Linked DNA regions of Mus musculus: all the other regions are linked to region 2. Evidence: chromatin contacts called from public Hi-C and HiChIP or PLAC-seq data. All regions are on one chromosome and are shown on one strand. Each heading gives the region's core, a stretch centred on a gene start, on an enhancer-like site or on the middle of the called end of the contact. The rest is flanking DNA. Distances are from core to core; before and after follow the strand shown. Region 1 overlaps Wdr27 (WD repeat domain 27). Region 2 overlaps Thbs2 (thrombospondin 2). Region 3 overlaps Wdr27 (WD repeat domain 27).

What was found. A called contact is a pair of places that touch in the nucleus more often than the background predicts. HiChIP or PLAC-seq counts read pairs in DNA pulled down with a chosen protein or histone mark.
Region 1: an H3K27ac HiChIP or PLAC-seq map of epiblast stem cells shows a contact between it and region 2, with 2.6 times the contacts expected there. The contact joins two enhancer-like sites. A contact is called at or near these places in 1 of 115 datasets of contacts at active chromatin or transcription factors (epiblast stem cells) and 1 of 9 other capture datasets (embryonic stem cells).
Region 3: a Hi-C map of the C2C12 cell line shows a contact between it and region 2, with 2.3 times the contacts expected there. The contact joins two enhancer-like sites. A contact is called at or near these places in 1 of 15 datasets of contacts at CTCF or cohesin (the NIH/3T3 cell line), 11 of 484 Hi-C or Micro-C datasets (the C2C12 cell line, the NIH/3T3 cell line, the P5424 cell line and 6 more), 2 of 115 datasets of contacts at active chromatin or transcription factors (VIP interneurons and embryonic stem cells) and 2 of 9 other capture datasets (adipose tissue and embryonic stem cells).

The regions. Positions count from the first base shown.
Region 1 is chr17:14,815,493-14,819,540 of GRCm38.p6, reverse strand. Wdr27 (WD repeat domain 27) reads left to right here. Exons shown (of 25, transcript NM_175173.3): 25 at 535-869. Among named protein-coding and RNA genes, the nearest start is that of Gm23352, 26 kb to the right of the region's middle. Within about 2 kb of position 1,395, at least 20 of the 459 cell types and tissues checked have an H3K27ac peak or open chromatin away from gene starts, as enhancers often do. A contact at or near this core is called in epiblast stem cells, where this site is marked.
Region 2 is chr17:14,669,920-14,673,918 of GRCm38.p6, reverse strand. Thbs2 (thrombospondin 2) reads left to right here. Exons shown (of 22, transcript NM_011581.3): 17 at 541-775; 18 at 2,419-2,646; 19 at 3,054-3,325; 20 at 3,850-3,947. Among named protein-coding and RNA genes, the nearest start is that of Thbs2, 22 kb to the left of the region's middle. Within about 2 kb of position 1,253, at least 56 of the 459 cell types and tissues checked have an H3K27ac peak or open chromatin away from gene starts, as enhancers often do. A contact at or near this core is called in the C2C12 cell line and epiblast stem cells, where this site is marked.
Region 3 is chr17:14,902,343-14,906,084 of GRCm38.p6, reverse strand. Wdr27 (WD repeat domain 27) reads left to right here. Exons shown (of 25, transcript NM_175173.3): 18 at 2,527-2,648. Among named protein-coding and RNA genes, the nearest start is that of Wdr27, 39 kb to the left of the region's middle. Within about 2 kb of position 1,349, at least 30 of the 459 cell types and tissues checked have an H3K27ac peak or open chromatin away from gene starts, as enhancers often do. A contact at or near this core is called in the C2C12 cell line, where this site is marked.

The sequences.
Region 1 (4,048 bases), core at 146-2,645, 150 kb before region 2:
ACTACCTTCTAAATCTTATTCCTTATGCCCACCAATAAGTGTAGTCCTTACTCCTCTTCAAGGAAACTCTTCTTTGCAACAGAGACAATATAGAAAACCACAACCAATCAAAAATGTTGAGTGGTAGGACCAGTCACAATGGATGCATGTACAAAGTATCTCCCACAACTAAGGCTCAGGGACCATTGCAGAAGGATCGTGGTGATAGTAGTGGTGTGTGATGGTGAGTGGTGGTGGTAATGGTGAAGGGAGAGAAGAAAGAGGAGGGGGAGGAGAAGGAGGAGGAGAAAAGGTGTGGGTTAAAAATGGTGTCCCACATGTGCTCGGGGCTTGGGTTGCTGGGCAAGGTGGGATATGGGAAGTTTGAAATGGAAAGAGGGGTCACTCACAGAGGGATAAATACAGAAGGAGAGTAAAATAACATCTCTGGAAAAAGTCTTAAGGAATCTATTACTACTACTATTATGCATATACCTGTATTTTTAAAGTCCTCGCCTTCATCACATGTAAGTTTTGTTTGATTTGCTGCTGCAGATGCATTGTTGGCTAGTTTTATATCAACTCTACACAAGTTGGAGTCACTTGGGAAGGAGGAACCTCAATTGAGAAAATGCCCCCACCAGCCTGGCCTGTGGTGCGTCTTCTTGATCGATGATTGATGTTGGAGGATTCAGATCACTGTGGGCAGCACCACTCCTGGGCTGGTAGTCCTGACTGCTATCATGAAACTGAGTAAACCAGGAGTGTCAATCCAGAAAGCAGCACTCCATGTCCTCTGCATCAGCTACTGCCTCCAGATTCTTGTCCTGGCTTCATCCAATGATGTATCATGAAGTAGAAGTGGAAACAAAATAAAGTCCCTTCTCCCCTAGTTGCTTATGATCATGGTGTTTCACAGCAATAAGAACCCTAACTAAGACAGACAGATATTGTTGACTCCTGTCAAAGGCTGAAAGAAATGGGTAGGCCTTTTGCTTTAATTGATTAGGTAGGTAGAAAAGTATGTTTGTTTTTTGCTTTGTTAAAGTTTGCCACTTGGTATTAAAATAAAAAACATACATAATGTTACATTATACATCATCTTAACATGCATTTATCTCCTGTAGCCACCAGTGGCCACAGGTTACTGGGTTCCTGAAAGGAGAGTTGGGGTTGAATGGGAAAGGCAGCAAGAGAAATAAAGAGCCAAGACAGAGTTCTCTGATCTAGACCCAATGTTTATGTAAGAGTCTGAGCTTATAAAGGGGAGGAGGACACATCCCCCACTACACCAGGATCTCTTGGTCCCTTTGTCAGGATGAGTCAGGAAAACAAGCTCAGCTGCTCAGCAGGTAGCTTCTCACAGGAAGCTGCAGATGTGGCAGACAAAAGACTTTACCAAGGTCAGAAGACTCCGCCCTAGGTGAGCAACTGTGGCAAACAAGGTTTGAGCCAACCTGCTTAAGGCTGGGGGCGGGCACAGTCTCCTATGTTACCACCCCTTTGGCATTCAACCATTTGCACCAGCTCTGACATCACTTTATGGTGGACATCCCAAATTCAGATGCTCATGTGAGCACCTGAGGTCACAGGAGCGCCATGCTGTCCCTGAGCTTCTAGCCATTCTACAGGCCACGCACACTGGAAGACCCCAAATGTGGGGCTTCAAGAAACCTCTCTGCACTCACCAAGAAGCAGTACAAGTAGCCAGAGCTTCCTGAGAATCTCCCCTCAGAGCGCAGGAGTGGTGGTGAGAGCAGACGCATCAGCAGCAGTCAGGGCTGGTAACACAGAACCTTGCACATGTTGCTGTCATCCCAGTGCGCCATTCTGCATTATATTAAGCCATGCTCAATGCTGGCCATGTCTGTGGTCTCTGATCATCACATTCTCAAGCCTGTGAGAACACAGCACTGCTCCTGAGGCATGTTCAAGTTCCTGCTAAAGACTTGGCCAACGGTAACACTGCCCTTGATTTGTTAATTTTTCATTTTGTGTTTCCTGATAGCTGATATTTGGCTTCCTCCTCAGAAACTGTACACAGGACACTTTGTGTCTGATGGGGAGACGTGCCCTCTTCAGGCAGCACCTACTCCATTCCAAACAAACATTCTTGGCAATGACAAGCAGTGTTTTGATCATCATAATCTGAGGTGTAAAAATCAAAAAGCACGCCTTGTAAGTCAGTTTACTTCCACAACTCTCTATGCACTACAGATGATGGTAAAATAATGTGTTAGTGATTCAGAGCTGCAAGCTGTGAGTTTATTAGAGTTGGTAACAAAGGGGACAAAGTATTTCCTAAACACAGTGCCACTCACAGTCCTGCCTGCTCTTCCTGTCCCCTTGTCAGCCTCTTCTCTACAGATTTTAGCAATTCCTTCCTTGGGATTCAGGTCACTCTCCAGGCTTTTGACAGAGGTGCTTCTGTACCTAAGGGGTGTGTGTGTGTGTGTGTGTGTGTGTGTGTGTGTGTACATGTCTACACACCATTTACAGTGGGATCTCACTCAGATCCCTTTTGGGAGATGGGAGAATTGGATTATGCCTGGAATATTTTGCTTTGTTTGTTTGTTTGTTTTTAAAGGAGACCCAAGGCAGTATTCTGAAAGCTTCAGTAGGTGGTGGCATGGCATGCTGGGTGCTCCTTTGGCTTTCTCTCCTTGCACTGATAATGTTGTATTGGCCACCAGTTGATGACAGTTGCTTCTGAACTTACATGGATATGTGGTGAGGAGACTCTCTTCTTCTGATCACCAACAGCAAGTATAGGCCTGCTTAACCTGGTCAGCCAGCTAAAAATGGATAGAGAAATCTTGACTAAAGGAACCGGGTATGAAAGCCATTGCTGTTTCCACTGAGACTTGCAGAGTGGTAGCTTCAGATGTAGCCTACATCCTTCTCACAGCCTATGGAGCCTCCACTCTCTTCAGCTTCCTGCTGCTTGGGCTCAGTGATGGCTTGCCTCCTCCTGACCCTGACGCCACTTTCTGTTTTCACATACATATGTGAGAACACACATGGCAAGAGACCCGAGAACATGGTGAGTTTACACACACATACACATGTGCAGGTGCCCACAGCATGTGTTAGGAGACCATGTGTCCAGGAAAATCTGTGGTGGCTATGAGCACTCACTGTTGGGTTCCATGCTCTTCCAGATCAACACTGGGTCAGAAGTAGGATGGCCACGTCATGAGCCACTGTAGCTTGCCAAGCTTCAGAAGCAGCACTGCCCAGCCGAGGGAGGGGGCAAGGAATAAGATGACCCTTCTCTCATCGAGAGGAGCAGGATAGAGGGTCAGGGAGCCATGACCTGCACCTTGTGCATGACTCTGCCACTGCTACATGGGGGTCAGGATGCCCTGGCATGCTTATTGTCCTTGAGACCTCTGTTGTTCCAGTGACTCAAAACCCCTGTGGCTTTAAGAATGTGGATTCCACATGCATGTGTATCTGCCAGACACTTAATACTAAACTCAAGAAATCATAAATTCAGAGGGCATAAGTCTGGTTAATTCCACATCTTCCTTTTGTGTGGTGTTGGTGAACATTTCATAGTCTTAACATATTTAAAGTGTTGCTTTTTTAGGCATTTATCCCATAGGGCCCAGGACCAGGTCAAGGGTATTCCAGACAGGAACTTTCACTCAAGACTTATTGTGGAAGGGTGTGTGCCATGTGGCAGAGAGGGTGGAATTTGTCCATAAAAACAGGGGTTCCAGAAATAACTGCCTCTGATGGACAGGTTAAGGGAGAAAGTTATTCCTCTCCTCAGTTGAGTGTTCCATGAGGACACCACCAAGCCGATGTCATCATTTGCATGCCAATAGCCATTCATCCTGGCCTGGCATTTGTGAAGTAGCAGATGTGTGGACACATCTGTGTTCCTCCCTTTCACGCCTCCTTCTCCCTTGGTCACTGTTCTTTCCACTCCCACATGCCGCGCCAAGATGCCCCTTTGGTATTGGTGAACATAGGGAGGACACGGGTCTCAGGAAGAGCTGTGAAAAGGGCTATGTGTTAAATAGCCAGAGACCAGAGTGTGGTTTTTAAAGTGAGTGGAGCT
Region 2 (3,999 bases), core at 4-2,503:
GTGGTTCTCTTCTGCCCTGCCAAGCATGACAACATAGCTTGCTATAAGCTCAGTTGAAACATCTTACAGAGACCAAATCTAAGCACTTTATATCTAGGTGGCCCCAGGCCAAGGGAGGAAGTGACTTTCCCACACTGTCTGGGGGAAAATTAGTCTCCATGGTTATCCAGAGGCAAACCCAGAACTAGCTACATTTCCAGGCTTGCCTTTGAAAGGGACCTGAAGAGTGTGACTAGGACTATGGTCTGCAGAGTATACAGTAATGGTAGAGAAAGTGGTTCCTATGATACCTGAGTGGTAGTTAGCAATAAGAAGTCCCCTATGAGATGGGGCACTGGCTGGGAAAGCCTGCACCCAGAAGCCTCCAATCCAAGCTCTCTTCTGTGAGGACAGCAAGTGAGCCATCATACCCCATTTTTGTACCTTATCCCCCAGTGCTGGCCTGTACCAAGAGCGGGTGTGTCTCTAGTCTAGTCCCCGAGTCTTCCTGTGCTTCCTCAGGGAGTATTCATGGTGCTCACTTGCTGCTCTGTCCCCCAGATCGATCAGGACAATGATCTCGTTGGAGACCAGTGTGACAACAATGAGGACATAGATGATGACGGCCACCAGAACAACCAAGACAACTGCCCATACATCTCCAACTCCAACCAGGCTGACCATGACAACGACGGCAAGGGCGATGCCTGCGACTCTGATGATGACAATGATGGTGTTCCAGATGACAGGGACAACTGTCGGCTTGTGTTCAACCCAGACCAGGAAGACTCGGACGGTGGGTGCCTTCTTCAGTTCACATGTGCCTTGCAAACCGCACGAGCAGTCCCACAGAGGCAGAACTCCGGTTTGGAAGTTCAAAAATAAGCAGGATGGCTATCTAAGGGTGTTGGGCACAGGGTTGGCTGGTTGTCTGTCTAGCCTGCTGGAAGCTTCAGCTTCTTCATGTGTGTTTAATATTCTACCAATGAGAGAGGTGAGGTTTGTTTGTGAGTGCCAGGAAGAGGAAACCTTTCAGCTTCTGGGTACTTTTGAAAACCTTTGGCAAACACTTTGAAAGAGATAAGGTTCACTGAATGCAGCCAGTGACATGATGGGGAGAGGATTCATAAATAGGGAAGGTGCGACATGGAAGGTCTTGCACATCAGTGGTCTGTAGCTGTGCAGGGGCTGGAGGATGTCACACTCCAGGAAGACCGCAGTCCTGAATAACAAAGTGCACAGCTGCGCTTGCTGATAGGCTGGTCTCTAACTCCCTCCCAATGGGCAGGATGATCCAAGCTCCCTTTGGAACACACTTATCCTGAACAAATGGAGGCCAGGAGTCCTGGGGTGTTGAGCCAATGTGACTCAGAAGCACGTGAAAAGACTGGCCAGGGACCAAGGGCAGCTGCAGCATTCTCCCAGCACAGGAAAGAATGCTTTCAGCAGAGAGCCCCCAGCTTGATGCAGACACTGGTGCAGACAGTGGGAGGTGGCCTTTGGCTCACCTAGGAAGGGGACTGGGAAGAAGAGGCGAGGGGTATTTTTATTACTTTTAAGATGCTGTTGCTGAGGCTGGGGAATAGATTAATTGGTAAAGCACTTGCCTAGTGTGAAAACTCAGCACTACATAGACAAGGCATAGCGATGCGTGCCTATACTCGGGAGGGAGAAGCAAGAGGACCATTAAAAAATCATCCTTGGCTCCATATTGCCAGTTTGAGATGAGCCTGTGCTGAGGTCCTGTCTCAATAAAAGAAAATGCCTGTACATCTAATTATGTTTCCCACAGTGGGGAGGCTACAGTATTGAATACCAGAACTGAAAATTGGTTTGAAGAATGGGGAAATCAAGATATCAATCTAGATACCAAATATGGTTTCTTTTCTTCCTTTTGAAATAAGAGGTCATAGCAGAGTGCCTGGTTAACTCCATCGCCTCTGCCTTGGGGCATCTCACTGTGGCCGAGGACAGGTCAGCTGTAAGATAAGGCATGACCTAGCCCCCTTTGCAGACCAACCTCATTGGGTCTGATCTCCCTAGGGGAAGTCATGTGTGCTGGAAAGGTTCTACTTTAAGTGCCAAATAAATTAAAATGGCTCCAGTTACTGAGAATGACAGTGAGAAGTGAGCTTAGAGAGACATTAGCAGCAGCCAACTCTCTGTTTTCAACTTTGAATGTAGGGAACAGAGCTTGGGCTTATCGCACTATCCTTGGCTGTAGTGTTTGCAGTGAGGATGTTTTTTAAAAGCATCCCTGGGATGCCTTATAGCTTTACAAGCTCAGTGTTTTGGAAGCAGTTGACCCTCAAACCACAATTAATTACAAGGTGCATAGCCTCAAATCTTACAGACTCAGAGGTCTCTGTTTATACACATGAAGGGAAATGCAAACCACCTAACTTGTCCCCCTTGGGTTCATTTCTTCCTTATCCATAGGTGACGGCCGAGGTGACATTTGTAAAGATGACTTTGACAATGATAATGTCCCAGATATTGATGATGTGTGCCCTGAGAACAATGCCATCACTGAGACAGACTTCAGAAACTTCCAGATGGTCCCTCTGGATCCCAAGGGGACCACACAAATTGATCCCAACTGGGTAATTCGTCACCAAGGCAAAGAGCTGGTGCAGACAGCAAACTCAGACCCTGGCATCGCTGTAGGTGAGCCTGAGATCCTGTGGGTAGTTCAGAGAGACCATGTGGTCAGGATTTAGGATAATTTTTCTGGTAGCCTTACCCTTCCTTGGTATGTGGAATAGTCTCCCTTCATAATCTGGTTAAGGGCTCTGGGAAAGCACAGGTTTGCAACTCTCTGACCTATGGAATTTGGTGTTCAGTAAGCCAGCTCATGTTATGGACTCTCTGAAACAATACATGAGACACTGGAGCTTCTGTCACAAAACTGTCAGCTGGGTCACAAGTCCTTTTGCTGCTCTCTCAGCGAAGAGCAGAGGTTATCTAAGCTAATCTAAGCTCTTCAGATCCACGTTTCTGTGAGATGGACTTCTGAAGTTCCCAATGTGCTTTTCTCTGGGCCACCAGACCATCCATGTTTTCTCTGCACTCAGGTTTCGACGAGTTTGGGTCTGTGGACTTCAGTGGCACTTTCTATGTCAACACTGACCGGGATGATGACTACGCTGGCTTTGTCTTTGGCTATCAGTCAAGCAGCCGCTTCTATGTGGTGATGTGGAAGCAGGTGACCCAGACCTACTGGGAAGACAAGCCCAGTCGGGCTTACGGCTACTCTGGTGTGTCACTCAAAGTGGTAAACTCCACGACTGGTACTGGCGAGCACCTGAGGAATGCCCTGTGGCACACGGGAAACACAGAAGGCCAGGTGAGGGACGGGGCAGTTGATGGCCATTTCCAGACAGACCCTGCACTCCTAACCTGTTCCAAAGAGATACCCTTCTGCCCTTAATTTTAATCAAATAGCAATCATTTTAATAGTTGGTGTGGAATACCTACTTTATTGAGCACGAAATGCCCAGTGCTTCTGGTTGGAAAGACTGAACACATGTCCAGTCTTTTGCAGAGACAGGACTTACAGTGTCAGTTTTGTTCATAGCTCCACACCCAAGAAGCAGAAGGTATGAATTCAGATCCATGACTATCTGGGTCAAGTGTTCATGCTCTTAGTGTTAACACACCCAACACTGGACTTAGGTGCACACTGTAGTCTCCCATAGTAGAGTGGATAGTAGGGTAGATGATACAGCATTTGAAAGTAGAACATACAAAATAAAATGTATGTACTAGGGAGGTAGTACAGCAAGTGGAGTATTACTTTGCACAGTCCAGGGCGAGAAGAATGGAAGGGAGGCACATAGCTCACCTTTCAACAATGCTCCTATTCCACAGGTCCGGACTCTATGGCATGACCCCAAAAACATTGGCTGGAAAGACTACACTGCCTACAGGTGGCACCTGATTCACAGGCCTAAGACAGGCTACATGAGGTAAGGGCAGTTGCACATTGTCAGTGGTAGGCTTCATCCCAGTGGGTCGGCT
Region 3 (3,742 bases), core at 100-2,599, 230 kb before region 2:
GCCTGTAATATTCGGAGTTCTGTGGGACCCCAGTGGCCAGTAAGTCCAAAAGTGGTAATCATTCTGGACTCTGGGCTTTTCATTTGTTAGCCTATGGTATCTAGGAGGGGTTTGCCACCCCATTATAGAGTAACTCCATTTAAATTCTTCTTATATATGTAGTATACATTTTAAGTATACTTACTTTTACAGTGGTAGGCTTCCATGTGACTTTTTCAAAAGTTCTTCAGTGTTAGTCACCCCTCATGTTCCGTCCTCTACTCTTTGTTCCCAGCCTCTACCCCATTTAACCTTCCCTTTCCCATTACTGGCCGTCACCTCTTTATACCATCCCCCCTCTCTCTTTTTGTTTTGTTTTTCGAGACAGGGTTTCTCTGTATAGCCCTGGCTGTCCTGGAATTCACACTGTAGACTAGGCTGGTCTTGAACTCAGAAATCTGCCTGCCTCTGCCTCCCAAGTGCTGGGATTAAAGGCGTGCGCCACCACTGCCCGGCTCTTTATACCATTCCATTTGCTCTTTGCTCCCTTGAAAGCCCCACCCCAGGGTCCCTTACTAATTTTCTGAATTCCATAGGAATTCCAGATGAAACACACATATCGGAAGACTCAAAGATAACACCTATGGATTTGAGAAAACATGCAAAGTTGGTGTTTCTGAGTCTGGGTTACTACTCTCAGGATGGTTGTTTCCACCCATATCCGTTTACCTGGGGATTTCATAATTGTGCTTTTCTTAAGGGCTGAATAGCGTAGGAAATAAATATCCTATGTCTTCATTGTACATAGATGAGTTGATAGACACACAGGCTGTTTCCATATTCTGACTGTTGTGACTAGAGCCAATTGTGAACATGGAGGAGCAACCGTCTCTACAGTAGGATATAGAGTCCTTTGGGTATGCAGTGCTAGAGCTGGATCATGTGATAGTCTTTTTCCAGCTGTTTGACCAGCTTCCACACAGATTTTCACAGTGCTCCACGTTGTGTTCCCACAGTAGTGAGTAAATGTTTTTTTGCACATTTGAGAGGTCCTTTGTTCTTTTGTGGAAAATGCCAGAACTTGACACAAGAGGGCAGCAAAGGCATTTGGCATAATTTTTCTGCTTGGTAACTTTTTGCTGTTTTGAGGTCCCATTTCAGAGTGGCATTCTACTTACAGTACTTTCTGGCTTTCCAGTTCTATTTTGGTGGCTTTCTGGCCAGTGTGCTCTGGTGATACTGATTCACTGAATGCCCTTTCAATTGCAGTGTGCAAGTTCCCGTGCAGAGAGCAGCCTGGGTGGGAGGTTCCTGTTAGATTCTTGTCAAAGTTGTGGTTCCTTACGCTGCAGAGTGTACCACAGGGCACCTTGGGGTGGAATGTGATGGTTCAGCGTGTCTCGGGTCACTGGTGTTCTCCGTTTGCCTGACACTGTGCAGCCTCCAGTTCTCCTGTCTACCTGTTTCCATTGGCTCGCCCAGGAGAGAGCCCATGATGCTGTCTCCAAGTGTCTGCTTCCATGAATCCTTGGGCTCTTGGGTCTCTCGGAAACTCAGGTAGCTGTGGTTTCAAGTTTGCTTTATAGAGACTGTAAGGGCAAAGGTGAGATTAGGAGACAGCACGTTCCTTGTCAGAAGGAGATTGAGGAGTAGGGACCGCATAGCTGAAGGTCAGTCCCACCTGCCTGTGGGCTCCCTAGCAGGCGGTATGCTAGCACCTGTATAAGCCAGCATCCAAAGCAGCCATTGGCCAGAGCAGATGATCAGAGCATGTCCAAGCATCCTTAGTGAGTTCTCCTGTTTTCTCCCTTTGAAACTAAAAGAAAAGGCTTATTTATACTGATAGATCATCACAGGGTCCCGAGATCTCTGTACGATCTTTTAGAACACTGCTTGTTATACTGTGGTATTAGAACTTCCTCTGATCTGGGCACATGAAGTCAGAACTTTAAGAAATGTGAGATCTTAGAGAGGCCTCCTCTCCAACCCTCATCAGTAGGCCTTTATGTACGGAGAATCTTTTATAAGCACTACCTGTCAATAAAAGAGCTAATGGCCAGTGAGCTGAGGCAAGAAATAGGAGGCAGAGCACAGCAGGAAGAGAGAGGATCCTGGGAAATAGTAAGACAGATATAAACCAGCAGGTAAATGAACTCAGGGAAATGCCGAGAGATGCTGAGGAGACACAAAGGAAGAAGCAGGCTGGGACCAAAGGGGTTGGGGTAACTAGCTAAATGGTAGACAGAATAGTTTAAATGGTTAAATATGTTATGAGCTAGTCAGGAAATAAGCCAAAGCTTATGGCCTAGGATTTCATAATAAATAATTAGTTTCAGATTCACCATTCCAGGAGCAGGGGCAAGGAAAGAAGAAAAACCTGAATTTTCTTTTTAAAACACCTTTAATGCAAGGTTATCTGATGATGTGATTGGTCTTTTAGCCTGGCAGCAAGAAACTGCTTCCCTTATTCCTTGAGAAGCAGCAGCTCTGGCCTGTTCTTATACAGACAGACATTCTACTTGGTTTCCCTTTTTCCTGAATACCCAGGTCATGATGGAGCTGTGAGCACTATCTGCTGGAGCCATGACAAGAGGTGGCTGCTGTCTACAGGCCGAGACCGGACACTGAGGGTGTGGTCAGTTCACAGGACAGAACTCATGCTGCTTTTGGTAATGTGTACGTGAGCACCTGTGCCATGGTGGTCAGTGACATCAGACAAAGTTCTTAGTGACCCTGAGCTATAGATGGTAACAGCTGTCAGCCCTCTTTAGGGGAGACCAGCAATAGATCCAGACTGCTTAGTGACCCTGAGCTATGGACTGTCACAGCTGGCAGTCTCTCTTTGGGGAACACCAACAACAGATATAATGAGGATCTGTTTTACTACAGTGGATACACAGTGGTGGGTCAGTTTCTTATTCACATATGAAGTACATGCATATTTAACACGTAGTAACACACTCTTGGTGTGTGGTATGTCTATTGACATACATTAAATATATATTTACATTTGTTATGGTGTAAAAATAGCAAAATGCCCACAGTAAAGCACAGCTAACTTTGTTAGTTTCTTGTTATATCGCAGAGGTAATAATGATGGTCTGGAGGATTCTATGAAGGAGCGTAGTGACTGGCTTAAAGGAATCCTGTAAGGTTTTTTGGAAATAGAGTGAGAAAGGAGAGACAGGGCATGGACTCTCACTAGTAAGGCGGAAAGAAGAGAGGATGCTAAGAGAGAAGCCTTGCTTCTTCTCATGAATCATGACCTTATGAACTGCAAACATAACCCACAAGTGGTGAACATTTCAGAAATGTCAGTCAGAGCCTGAGTCTGGATGTTTTGACTTATACTATTTAAACTTAACAGTATATGATAGTGATAGAAATTGTACATTGAAGCCTGACCTTTTCTTGGCTTAGAGACCTAAGAATGCAATACTTTCTGGTAAGGCTGGGCTGGGCTGCACATGCTCAGTTGGTCTCATGACCCACGCTCTGCAGGGTCTGGATGCTGAGTGGAGATGCTGCATGGTTGGCTAGGCATTGAATTATCAGTGGCCACAGGCAGGCGTTCTCTTACAGGACACCTCTGGAGAGGGCAGAGGGCAGATGGGCTGGTCAGGGTCAGTGCCCCATTGGAAGTTCTCAGCAGCACCAGAGGAACAAATGTCCTGCAACAGGGATCAGTGCTGGTCTCTGTGTGGGCTTGATTGCATAAGACACAAAGTTGGCCTTCCTTGAAAATTAAAAGAAAAGGCACTTT